2 separate regions of the Sus scrofa genome follow, and region 1 is linked to region 2. A link is a contact called in public Hi-C data. All regions are on one chromosome and are shown on one strand. Each heading gives the region's core, a stretch centred on a gene start, on an enhancer-like site or on the middle of the called end of the contact. The rest is flanking DNA. Distances are from core to core; before and after follow the strand shown. Region 1 has its middle 240 kb from the start of RND3. Region 2 has its middle 31 kb from the start of RND3.

The links. Hi-C and Micro-C count contacts between places; a contact is called where the count stands out from the background.
Region 1: a contact with region 2 is called in a Hi-C map of liver, with 2.4 times the contacts expected there. The contact joins two enhancer-like sites. A contact is called at or near these places in 5 of 47 Hi-C or Micro-C datasets (embryonic fibroblasts, epiblast stem cells and liver).

What each region holds. Positions count from the first base shown.
Region 1 is chr15:1,948,659-1,955,194 of Sscrofa11.1, forward strand. No RefSeq gene overlaps it. Among named protein-coding and RNA genes, the nearest start is that of RND3, 240 kb to the left of the region's middle. Within about 2 kb of position 5,078, at least 8 of the 83 cell types and tissues checked have an H3K27ac peak or open chromatin away from gene starts, as enhancers often do. A contact at or near this core is called in liver, where this site is marked.
Region 2 is chr15:1,743,062-1,749,668 of Sscrofa11.1, forward strand. No RefSeq gene overlaps it. Among named protein-coding and RNA genes, the nearest start is that of RND3, 31 kb to the left of the region's middle. Within about 2 kb of position 2,855, at least 2 of the 83 cell types and tissues checked have an H3K27ac peak or open chromatin away from gene starts, as enhancers often do. A contact at or near this core is called in liver, where this site is marked.

The DNA.
Region 1 (6,536 bases), core at 3,828-6,327, 210 kb after region 2:
ACACATTTTGGTGGGTGAAGAAGAAATGAGACTGACCATTTAAAAGAAATGAGATGGGAGTTCTCGTCATGGCTCAGTGGAAACAAATCTGACTAGCACCCATGAGGATGTAGGTTCAATCCCTGGCCTTGCTCAGTGGGTTAAGGATCTGGCGTTGCCATGAGCTGTGGTGTGGGTTGCAGCCACGGCTCAGATCTGACATTGCTGTGGCTGTGGCTGTGGCCAGTGGCAAGAGCTCCGATTCAACCCCTAACCTGGGAACCTCCATATGTCATGGGTGCAGTCCTAAAAGACAAAAATAAAAATAAATAAAAGAAAATAAAAGAGAAGGTTTAGAAAGAATCCCACGTCATGGCTAGAATAATGTCCATGTTTCCCAAGGAGAACAGTATGAAGAACTAATTGTTTTCAAATGTAAGATTCAAACAAGATTGTGATTTAAATTGTATAAATTGTATAAAGTATAATTAGTGCCACTGACATAAATTAGAGGTAAAAGACCTGCTGGGTCATGCATGTGTACTTTTAGCCAGGTACCATGGAGACAGGCACCATAGAAACAGGTAAATCTCATGTTTTACTTTTTAAGCCCTTAAATTTATTATGCAATTACCTTAGCTTTGTACATATAGATCTGCAGGGAAACCATGAGATAATTGTCTAGATAATTCTAAAATTTAAAGGCATATTCTTTTTCTCTTTAGAAAGTATATGAGTTTTGACTCAATGGAATGGCAATTATCTCAGTTTCTCAAAGAAGCTGTAAAAAAAGATGTTGGCAGATGTTAAAATCAGGTAGTTTCTGTTGATTAATCTCTAGGGACCGGTATGATGGAGGAGACTCAAAATAAATAAATCACAGTAGTTAAGGTGACCCACTCCCTCTTTAAGGCCTTATCTAATGTAGCAAGTGTCACTGAAGCATTCAAAAAGCCATATTTTTCCCCTATAGAAATATAAGACGGCAACCATTGAACCCAGACAAAAATTTCAAGATCAAAAGTGTCTCCTGAATAATCAAAAAGGGATGAAAGAAAATGTAATATGTTTGCATGGTGTTAAATACTAAATTCAGTTCCTTGAAAAAGTGACAATCCACAGACCATATTTGTGGAACCATGTTTAATTAGCTAACATATCTGATTCCCCAAGCAGTTGCCACAAAGAGGAGTTGTTTTGTGTTTTCTCAGATTTCCCATTTGGCCGGTTTTTATATCTTACTCTGGGACCACAGTCATAATATCAAAGCAGGACTGAGATTCCTTCTGATTCTACTTTTTGATCCAATTAATGGATTCATCTACACCCTAGCATCACAGGACTGATCCTTCTGGGCCTTTCCTGATTGTGCCACCCAAGGAGTGGTTTCATGAGGAGTCTAAAAGTTACCACCCAAGGAATTCTTAGAATCATTCTTCTTACCACAACTGCTGCCACCATCTCAAAAATGGGTTTAAGTTCCTTCTGGCAGAGGTCTGTTGAGAAGTAGCAGGGATCAATTGACTTTAAGGGCAATGGCCTTGGTTTTCCTTGGCCTTGGTTTTATCCCTCATCCTCATAAAATTGAGACTACTAATGAAGTTATGGTAACATTAATGTCCAAATTATGTAGGTTGTATCCCCCATTCCTAGCCCCTGATCTTCACTGCTGTTGTATCTTAGTGTCTTCTCAATGTGTTTCCATATGAGAAGATATCAGGAAGTACTGCTTTATACGAGGCTTTAGTCATGTAATGATTTATCCTGATTACAGAAAAGCAGTGCACCGAGACTGTAGCCATTGCTCTGAATCATGCTGGCCAAGGGTCACTGCATCCTTCCCTTTAAAATACCTGCTTTGTTTGCACCGAAGAAAAAGAAATAACCCTACTCAGAGCTCCTTTGTTCAGAAAGGCTGCTTGCTTGATATATGTTCTCTAATCTATTTAGAGGGGGGACTTGTTCCTTTGTTTAAGGTCTTAATGGGATTTCCCCTGGGTGAAGTTTAATGGGATTAGGCAACAGAAGGTTGTGGAAGATTTCATCATCATCTTTCAATCTCTGTCCCAGAAAAGGTTATAAAAAGGATGAAGACGAACCCTCCTTTTGCTATAAACACGCAATTGAGTGTCCCTACAGATCAGCTATGGATTGTGGGCCAAATCCATCTTCGTACCTTCCCATCATCGAACAAGCTATTCCAAGTCTGAGACTCAGGACTGCCTGAACTAAAATTTCCACTTTCTGGAAAAAAACTAAAAGAAAGTGGTGTAGGGAATATTTAAATTTTATGAGTGTTGTATTTAATAGAGAAAAAAAATACATGAAATCATTTGATCCACTTCTATCTCTTCTTAGTGTAGTACAATATTTGCCTCTGTGAGAATTTTTTTTTCTTTTTAGGGCCACACCCACCCAAGTCTCCAGGGTAGGGGCTGAAATGGAGCTGTAGCCACCAGCCTACAGACTACAGCACTACAGAAACACAGGATCCGAGCCACATCTGTGACCTATACCACAGCTCAAGGCAATGCCTTAACCCACAGAGCGAGGCCAGGGATCGAACACTCATCCTCATAGATCCTAGTCAGGTTCATTAACAGTTGAGCCATAAAGGGAACTCCTGCCTCTGTAAGATTCAAATAAGAGAAATGGTCACTCCTTGATGAATGAATCTCCTAATTTTCTAAGAAAAAGTCTAGTAATGTTCTTCTCTCTAGTGCACTGGTAAAATTACTCTTTACTGCTTTTTCAGTTATTTATCTCTTGGACAATATCCATTTCATCGATTTCTAGTTTAACTGAGAGAAGAATGAAGTTGGCTTTTTCACTATTGTCTCTAAAACTCATCAAAGTGAACAAAGAGTACAAAAAACAAGAAAGAGAGAAAGAGAAGAAAAAGAAAGAAGGAAAGGAAGAAAGGAAGGAAGGAAGGAAGAGAGAAAGAAAGACAGAGAGAGAGAGAAAGAAAGAAAGAAAGAAAGAAAGAAAGAAAGAAAGAAAGAAAGAAAGAAAGAAAGAAAGAAAAAGAAAGAGAGAAAAAGAAGGAGAAAAGACTCTTCAGTGAAGCTAGGAAATGGCTACAACCACATACCGCTAAGAAAGAATAGCAGCCAAATCTAACAGGACAATCCCAAGGGCAGACGCATACTCTGTGGAGTTGTGGCTGTAACTCAGCTATAGTGGAGATTTCTGGTTGTCCACTTGACAGGCATTCCTCACACCCACTCCCTCCGTCTGCATGCCTCTGTCCCAGGATTTATTCTTTGCCAACAGATCCTGGGTTTGTGTAAATATGGGGTCATCATGAACTTCAGAGATTAATTATGATTAGTCTTAGCCCAGCATCATAATTTGTCTTTGTCAGTGGCTGATTTGAGGTTGAGAAGTGACACAATTCTAGGAAATGGACATGACAGGGTTCTTCTGGGTGACTTTTGTTCACTTTAAAAAGAAACACAGACAGGTGAACTCCTTCACTGACTCTGAATATTATTATCTGCAGTGACCCTGACAATAAAGCAACTGTCTCAGGACCACGAAGGGAGCCAGCCTGGGGGGAAGCCAACAAGTAGAATTTGGCAGTCAGGTATAAATAATCAGTCCATTCAGATCCCTCATTAATGATAAGCAAATGTATGCACTATAGTTTTAGATAAGAATTTAAATGCTTTAAAAATGTAGAAATAATATGTTAACAAACTCCTGATGGTGGAGAATGGTGGGAAAAAATGTAATTGGACTATTTCTAATCTTTCATGTTGGGGAGTTGATTGATACTGCTTAAATACAAAAAAATGGATGTTTAAATGCATTATTTCAAGATAAAAATATCCATAAGAAAAATCTGAATTAATAACAGAACAACTAAAATCAAGAGATAGAGGGGAAGAGGAAAGGGGAAGAAAATATGTCCCAGTTTCCTCACTGTTTAAAGGGAAAAGTTAATTGCACTCTGTAAAACTGAGAGAGAGAGGGGAACATTAAGATTATTGTTAAATTTATAAACATTGAGTCTATAGGATCTAAAAGCAGAGTACCCTCGAAGCTACTGGCTGGGAAACATACCCCAAACAAAACATAGCTAAATCATTGATAAAAAATAGATAATTTAGAAAGCAAGAACAACAAATTGCACAAAAACTAAGAACAAATATATCTATCATGTCAATAAATCCAAATAGGATAAACTCGACTAATAATTGAAAGACTCTCAGATTGGAGGAAACCCTTAAGAGCTTAGGGCACAAGTGAAGTGCTATCCAGTATAAGTAGGGAGAATATCCTTCTGTTCCTGGTTTTAAGTGTGCTTTTCATTTAGTCCCCAAAGCTCCACTGCCTGTGCTAAGAATCTCACAAAGTCTTTCATGAAAACATTTTCTTCAGCTTAAGGCTCTACCCCTTTCTTTTAATAATCAAGATTCCATTTCAAGCTGTCATCCTTCTCTATTGCCCCATTTCAAGCTGTCATCCTTCTCTATTGCCCCAACTTTCCCAATCTTTTTCCTGGAGCCAATACAAAAATTTATTTCCCTTTCTTCACACCCTTAAGTTCCCTTTCTTCACATCCATCAAGTTGTAAGCTACTGACTACCCATTTTATTCAAGAACATAAAGACTTTATTTTTAAAATGGGGCAGTTGGGATACTCTGTCACACTAGTATCATAAGAGTTCTTCTGAATTAATTCACACCAATGTGCTAGGTGATGAACCAGGGCTGGCACTACAAAGCTAACTAAGTCATGATGATGCTATAGGGTGCATGTTATAGGATATGAGATTTACAATTAGGCTGAAAAATAATAGACATATTCCATGGTATAGAAATGAAGGTCACTGAAGTTAGGTGGACACATCGGTTTCAATGTTTCAGCTGAATGAGCGGGTGAATTCATTAAATAACACACTTCTAAAGAGGAAAGCAGGTTGAATGACTATAAGAAATATTTTAAAGCTCAGTGGGTATATTTTTTCAAATTGGAAAATCACAGATGGGTCAAATTCCATTTCAGCTTTTAAAGAGAGGTTCTCCACCTCAGTGAGGACATCTGGATGATGCAATCAGATGTTGACTATGTTGCAATTCCTTAGCAATAATAGTTAAAGTGTAGTCATTTGAGAATGATTTACTGAACACAAACCAGAACAGGTTCAGGGCTATCTATATAACATCAGTCTCCCTTGCGTTTGGTATGCCTTATTGAGCTTAAATAAAAGGGATTTAGGTATAATTACTCCTCAGAGAATCTCAAATAAATCTGTGTATACCATGGGCATGTGTATAAACCATTGGTTTAAATGCTAATGCTTGGAAAACAAACTAGACCAATTTGCAAAGGCACGGAAACCAAATGAAAGAATGAGAAGGATAGACCAAGATGCTGCCATGAGAATGCTTGGATTTCCCTAGAAAATCAAAGAAGCTATGATTTTTTTTTTCTAAGAAAATAAACACCTGGGAAAACTACCAAGAACAATGTGCAAATCCTCTTCTTTTGTTTGTCCAAGTAACTGAGCTGGCCCACCCCAAGGGGCATAAAATCTGTGGAATTTGTGTCCCTTGGAGGTAGAATACAAACCCTGAGTAAGCTAGGACTGCAGTCTTTTGTAACCAACTATAATTTTATTGATTTTCATCTGTTACCCAAGTCTTGTTAAGAGAGATGAGAGGTCTGCCAAAGCAAATAGAAAGATGCATAGACTGCCACCTGAATTTTATGTTATGTAGGTTACGCCTATTGATGGAATTTGAAATTGGAGGTTGCCAAGAAGCCAAGAGGAAAGTTCAGAATGATATATGTTTTCAGAGGACAAATAGTACTCCTTTTTCTAATTTCTGCGTTTTTCCCCCCATGGAAAATTTTCCTTCTTTTGGTAATAAAATACAACACATGATTAATTTATCAATGAAAATAATGATTTTTAGTATTGTGGGCTAAGGCTAAATATGATCAGTCCTCTTTGACTTTTTTTTTCCCCTGTATAAATTCTAGTGACAGCTGATTTTATTATACTTAATTTTCCTTTTAAGACATAGAAAACAGTCAGGACTTTTTCTTTAAAGTTAAAATCATTTAACACTTCATTAAAAAAATATAAATTTCTACAGATGTTAAAGCTAAAACTTTTTTTTTATTGCTCTTTTGTATTTTATGGAAGTTTAGGATCCATATTTACAGGAAGCCTCTATAAACCAATCTAAACTGGCAATCATCAGCGACTCCTATTTCCATCTACTTCTTTTATTCATGCATTGACTATTCAATATAGATCATATTTTTATATAAAGTATCTCAGATATTTTAAAATATCAATTCCCTTGGCCTCTTCTCCTCTAGTTTAATTCCTTAGAGTACCTAAACTTTCCTCTGTTTTTACACATCTGGACATTGTTATACAGAGGAATAATCTGCCTCAAAGAATATCTGCTTAAAAGGATGCATGTGAAAATGCTGTAAGAAATTCAGTTGCTATATGTGACATTTATTTATTGAATTTTAATCACACTCTAAATCTAATAGAACTATCCTTACCATATAGATGAGAATACAGAAG
Region 2 (6,607 bases), core at 1,605-4,104:
AAATAGACTTAAGACAAATGAGAATATTCTAAATATGAAAAGAAACCTAATTACTGCATTCAAGCAATCTGTGTCACTTCAGAAGAAGAAAATGAAGTAACATGACTTCATTTCAAAGATGGTTTGTGGAATTTAGCTTTGTCGCTCTATTGTCATTATGGTCAACATTTTTCATTTTTGCTTAGGAAATAATAATAGAAGCATGGTCAACATTTTTCATTTTTGCTTAGGAAATAATAATAGAAGCTAACAGAAAATGTAATTAGAAACTAGAATACAATTTGCTCCAAAGAACAACTTGCTGACTTGCTTTAGTTCTCCGGTGGCCTAATGGTTAAGGATCTGATATTGTCACTGCTGTGGCATGGGTTCGATTCTTGGCCTGGGAACTTTTGGCGGGCACAGCCAAAAAACGAAAAAGTAAGAAAGAAAGAAGTACTTACTAAAGAGAAACACTTAGTATCAGGAGGGACACTGAGGGAAGCATTGGAGTCCTAGACCAAGCTTGTCTGGAAGGGATGTTGATGAAGACTTCCCAAAGCAAGATCCCTTCTAGTCCTCAGCATCATCATGAACTCATCACATGCACCTCAGTGTGGTAGATACTCGCAGAGACTCAGGTTCAAATCCTGGCCCGTCCACTTCTCCATTGCTAGATGTATCTGAGACTCAACTCCCTCTTCTAAGAGCCTCATAAAAAATTTGCAACATAGGTTTGCCAAGAACACCTTTCTCTTCCTTCCTTGCCTTCTTTCCTTCTTTCTCTTTCTTTCTTTCTTTCTTTCTTTCTTTCTTCTTTCTCTTTTATTGTGAAAAGAGAACAAAGTGAGATCTACTTCTTAACACATTTTTTTTTTTTCCTTTTTCAGTTGCACCTGTGGCATATGGAAGTTCCCAGGCCAGGGATCAAATCTGAGCCAGACCTCTGACCTACGCCACAGCTGCAGCAACTCCAGATCCTTAACCTGCTGTGCTGAGCCGCCAACCCTGCAGACAGACATGCCTCATATAAGTCCATCTGAAACCACAGGGACCACATCCTTAAGTAACAGATAATTACACAGTAGTGACTTTTTTCTGGCTTGATTATCTATAATTTTTCAACCTCCCTGCTTTTTTCTCACTGTCTCCTAGTGTGTAGCTGCTTGTGTTACAGTGGATCACGCCCCACCATTTTACTTCTCCTGATGACATTCTCAGAATGCCTTAGTGGTCTGCTGAGGCTAAAGGAAGATTACAGGCTCTTTTTTTTTTTTTTTTTTTTTTTGGCTTTCTAAGGGCTGCACCCTTGGCACATGGCAGTTCCCAGGCTAGAGGTCCATTTGGAGCTGCAGTTGCTGGCTTATACCACAACAACAGCAATGCCAGATCCTTTAACCCACTGAGCAAGGCCAGTGATCAAACCCGAGTCCTCATGGATGCCAGTCGGGTTCATTACCACTGAGCCACAACAGGAACTCCCAGACTTTTTAAAAAAAAAAAATTTTTTTTTAATTAAAAAATTTTAATAGTGGAGCTAGATTCTTGAAAATGTAGTTCTCTAAACCTGAGTTCCTTGGAGATGGTGCCCCAAATTTTGTCATGTGTGTTTCTGTAATAAAGACCACTCAATCGTGAGACCCATGAGCCTATCCCAGTATAGTATCTAGTGTAAAATGATTATCCAATAAGTATTTGTTAAATAAACAACGAAAAAATACACTGAACCCATGAGGCCTTTTTTAATAACATGAGTTTTAACAATGAAGTGCATTTGGCTAGAAGTAAAAGTGGATCCAGAGTTCCCACTGTGGCACAGTGATTTAAGAATCCGACTGCAGTGTCTCAGATTATTGTGGAGGTGCAGGTTTGATCCCCCGCTTGGCTCAGTGGGTTAAAGGATGTTGCCCCTGCTACGACTTGTATTCAGTCATTGACCTGGGAACTTCCATATGCCGAGGGCAAGGCCATAAAAAATTTTTAAAAGGTAAAAAAATAAAAAATAAATAAAAGTGGACCCATTTAATGGTCTATTAGAATGAGAATCACTGGGGAGGTGTTCCAGTTGTAGCTCAGGGGTAACCAACATGACTAGGAACCAAGAGGATGCGGGTTCCATCCCCGACCTTGCTCAGTGGGTTAAGGATCCAGCATTGCCTTGAGCTGTGATGTAGACTGCAGACAGCTCTGATCTGGCGTTGCTGTGGCTATGGTTAGGCCGGCAGCTGCAGCTCTGATTTGACCCCTAGCCTGGGAACTTCCATATGCTGTGGGTGCAGCCCTAAAAAAAAGATCGCTAGGGAGTTCCCTGGTGGTCTGGTAGTTAGAAGTCTGTTTTTTCACTGCTGTGGCCCTGGTTCAATCCTGATTTGGGAACTAAGATCCCACATCAAACTGCTGCACACCATGGCCAAAAAAAAGAGGCAAAGAATTAGAATCATTGAATTATTTTTATAGTATATGATAGGAGAGTCTATTAAAGATGGAAGAGAATTCTAAATTTCCGCATCATGACCAAAGTAAAGAGTAGCACACTTCTCTCGAGAATATAAGCAATTCATGTTGCAATTTGCAAGGGATTTAAATTGTTATTAAAATTATTGAAGCCATTACTAAAATTAAAGACTGGAGTGTTGACTGACATTGCCTGATGGGTATGGACTGTGAGTATTTGCCTTTGAATTTGTCCACAGCATCTTTTTTACAAGTTCACTAAGTATTGATTTAATGGTTGATTGAACTAATATTGCAGAGGAATGTCCCAGAGTCTATTTACTCACTGTTTTCTCTCCTACCTCCTGGATCCTTTTGCTTTCATGAGCAACATGACTTGACAGAAACTATTAGGTGACATTTTCCGTTTAAGGGAGTGGTTCCATTTGGCTTGTTACGGAGCCAAACCAAATCTGTGCTCCTATCCATGTTTGCTCAAACGTCAATACAGAGTACACTGATCAAAGTCCTGATTTTTTCTTCTGTTCAGATGTCCAAATCTCTGTATAAAATAGACAGTGAAATTAGCACAGGTATAATATTCACATGAAATTCAGGTTCTCTTCTCTGTGTTAAACGGGTAGGACTGTCTCTTGTGTTTGGTGATTCTGAGAGAATGCCTTTGTGTTAACCACTCATAGTCTTTTTAAATCTTCCTGTTGTGGAGGAGTCTGGCTGAAATCTATCATTTGCCTTAAAAACTAATCTTGGAGTTCCCGTCGTGGCGCAGTGGTTGACGAATCCGACTAGGAACCATGAGGTTGCGGGTTCGGTCCCTGCCCTTGCTCAGTGGGTTAACGATCCGATCCGGCGGTGCCGCGAGCTGTGGTGTAGGTTGCAGACGTGGCTCGGATCCCGCATTGCAGTGGCTCTGGCGTAGGCCGGTGGCTACAGCTCCGATTCAACCCCTAGCCTGGGAACCTCCATATGCCGCGGGAGCGGCCCAAGAAATAGCAACAAAAGACAAAAAAAAAAAAAAAACGACAAAAAAAAAAAAAAAAAAAAAAAAAAAAAACAAAAAAAAAACTAATCTTAATTCAGAGTTCGCTTTCCCCTACTCCACTCTCCCCGCCCCCAGTGTCATTCAGGTTTAGGACACCTAGTTATGAAGCTATACTAATAGACTGTGGGTTACACCATTTTGAAAATTGATGATAATCGGTTTGAGATTTAAAGTGGCCTGAGGACTTTGGAGAAAATACACTGGATCTCTTACTAAATTGCTATCTCTGTGATGAAATACAAAGTAGCTGAACTTTTAAGATGGAACCATTCTAGCCACAAAGCTTGCTCTGTAGACGTCTGCTCTTAAAACAAATTAATTTCATAAGGAAGATATAAAATTATTCTTATTCTTCTAAAATAAGAAATAGGAAACAAATTCTCTATAACACCAGCTCCATGAAATGCCCATCTCCTCTTCTACCCAGGCATACCCAGAGTTGTAGTTTTGCCTTTTTTTCCATTTTTCTTTGCTCATTCACGTCTTAATACCAGTATCCTTCATGTTTTATGACCTTTGTTTACCCATTCAATTTTGGCACTTGGCAGTGAATCAGGAACCAGGTGACAGAACTATTTACTGTTGGTACAAAGGTGCTATAGAAAATCTCCACACAATTATCCGCTAAGCCCCCTTCATCACCAGCTCCACCACCACCATCATCTCCAAAATATCATTTAATGTTTCTATAGGCCTATCTCCAGGCATCCCCTTCAGATCTCCTTTTCTGTTTTCTTTTCCTTTAAAGAGATTTCCTTGCTTTTCCCTGGATACAAAGATTAAAATTAAAGTAGAACAAAAGAGAAGAGTAACAGGACTGTATTTATGGAAGTTCATTCTCTAAATCTAATTTCCTTTGTAAGGCCTTATTTGTTTATGCATTTGTATCCTCTGATATACCATAAAGGATTATAGGTGACTTAAAAGATGTACACAAAACAAGATAACATATACATAGACAAAAAAAAAAAATGAGGAAAGAAAAACAAATTGAATCAAAACCTATATCACACAGATCTGAAATTGCTTTAGAATAAACCATAATTTTGGTCTGGATTTTCCTGGTAAATAAAACAAAGAGGGAAGCCTTCAAATAGCAATAGGCCACAAAAGCTATTTAAATAAAATTACACAGCTTTAAGAGCAGGCTTAACTTCAATGGAATGACTTTTAGTAAATACCTTTATAATTGAGAGTAAAGAAACGAAAAAAACGAAACGGCATCTATTCAAAATTCCACGGACATTTCTTTTTTTTTTTTTTTTTTTTTTTGTCTTTTGTCTTTTTTGTCTGTTGTTGTTGTTGTTGCTATTTCTTGGGCCACTCCAGCGGCATATGGAGGTTCCCAGGCTAGGGGTTGAATCGGAGCTGTAGCCACCAGCCTACGCCAAAGCCACAGCAACGAGGGATCCGAGCCACGTCTGCAACCTACACCACAGCTCGCGGCACCGCCGGATCGTTAACCCACTGAGCAAGGGCAGGGACCGAACCCGCAACCTCATGGTTCCTAGTCGGATTCGTCAACCACTGCGCCACGACGGGAACTCCATATTTTCAAGATACATAAAATCTCCAAAATCTCTTCTCTGCCACAAAGGTCTTTTAAAATGAACAGTATTGCACTATGCTGATCATCACTTAGGCAATCTTTTGAGAGTGCTACATGTGTCTGTTACTGAGTGTCAGATAAGCTACCATTTCTGCCCCCTAGGACATCTCCACCTAGTTGGGAAGCAGATGTGCACACATATTTTCAGCAGAGCTGGAACGTCCTTTGGAAGGATCACAGAGTGAATAAATGTGGTAGATACACGGTGGACAGTGAAAATCTCAGAGACGTGGGTTCAAATCCTCCCTCACCCACTTCTCCATTGCTGGGTACAGCTGAGACTCCGTTCTCTTTTCTAAGATGTGATTATGATAATACCTATATCATAGGTTTGATCTGAACATCTTAGCCTCCTTTAGCTCTTAGTACAATTAGCACCATCCCAGTAAAGCTCCTCTTAACCTGTCCAATGTTGTCACCTTCATATTTCCCATCAGCGCTCTCATGGTACTCTGTACCCTTTCTAACCACATGTTTATATCTGTGATTCTTTGATTAATGTGTGTCCCCAGTACTGAGCCTAGTGTCTGAAACTAGCAGATGCTCAAAAAATTTAGCTTGAATGAATGAATATGTGCATGAATAAAGATTAAGTGATATCACATGGCAGATACTTAGCTCAGTGTCTGACCTCTTGGTGATGCCATATCCCTGGCTGGGAAAGTTTTCCCACTGTTCCCAAAAAACTATATCATTATCCATAGCTCTTCAGTTATGAGTCTAGAAATTAACTAGACAGGGTTATGGCTGTAACCTAGACGAATTTTTTTCCCCCCGTCTTGTTAGGGCCATACCCATGCCACATGGAGGTTCCCAAGCCTCCATGGAGGGGTCGAATCAGAGGTTTAGCTGCTGACCTATACCACAGTCACAGCAGCTTGGGATCTGAGCTGCGTCTGTGACCTACACCACAGCTCATGGCAACACTGGATCCTTAACCACTCAGCAAGGCCAGGGATCAAACCCGCATCTTCATGCATTCTAGTCGGGTGTGTTAACCACTGAGCCACAACGGGAACTCCACCTAGACTAATTTTTATGCAACTCTGTATCTTGTTATGCTGATAAGATTAAGAGATCCTTAACAACCATTGATCAGGAACTATTGGTTCTAGGGTTAGGTAATCGAACCAGAAGAGATTTTTTAAAAATTGCACCTTGGTGTAAGTTTGATGAGTGCAGGAGCTATGATTTTTCTTATCCTTTGAGTCTAACACAGTTCCTGACATAATGTATGTACCCAGCAAATCTTTGTTTAATGAAAGAATGTATGATTTAATGAACGAACAATTGATAAATAAAGATAAATGTACGAACTCAAGCCATGATTTCTTACATCTGGGAAAGAAAGCGTACCTGACTAAAAAGATGTCAGCATTGTTCATCATTTTTTTTTCTCCTGTTAATCTATCTTCTGTCAATTTTTTTGGTTTTTTTTTTTAGGGCTGCACCTGTGGCATATGGAAGTTATCAGGCTAGGGGTCGAATTGGAGCTGTAGCTGCCAGCCTCCACCACAGCCACA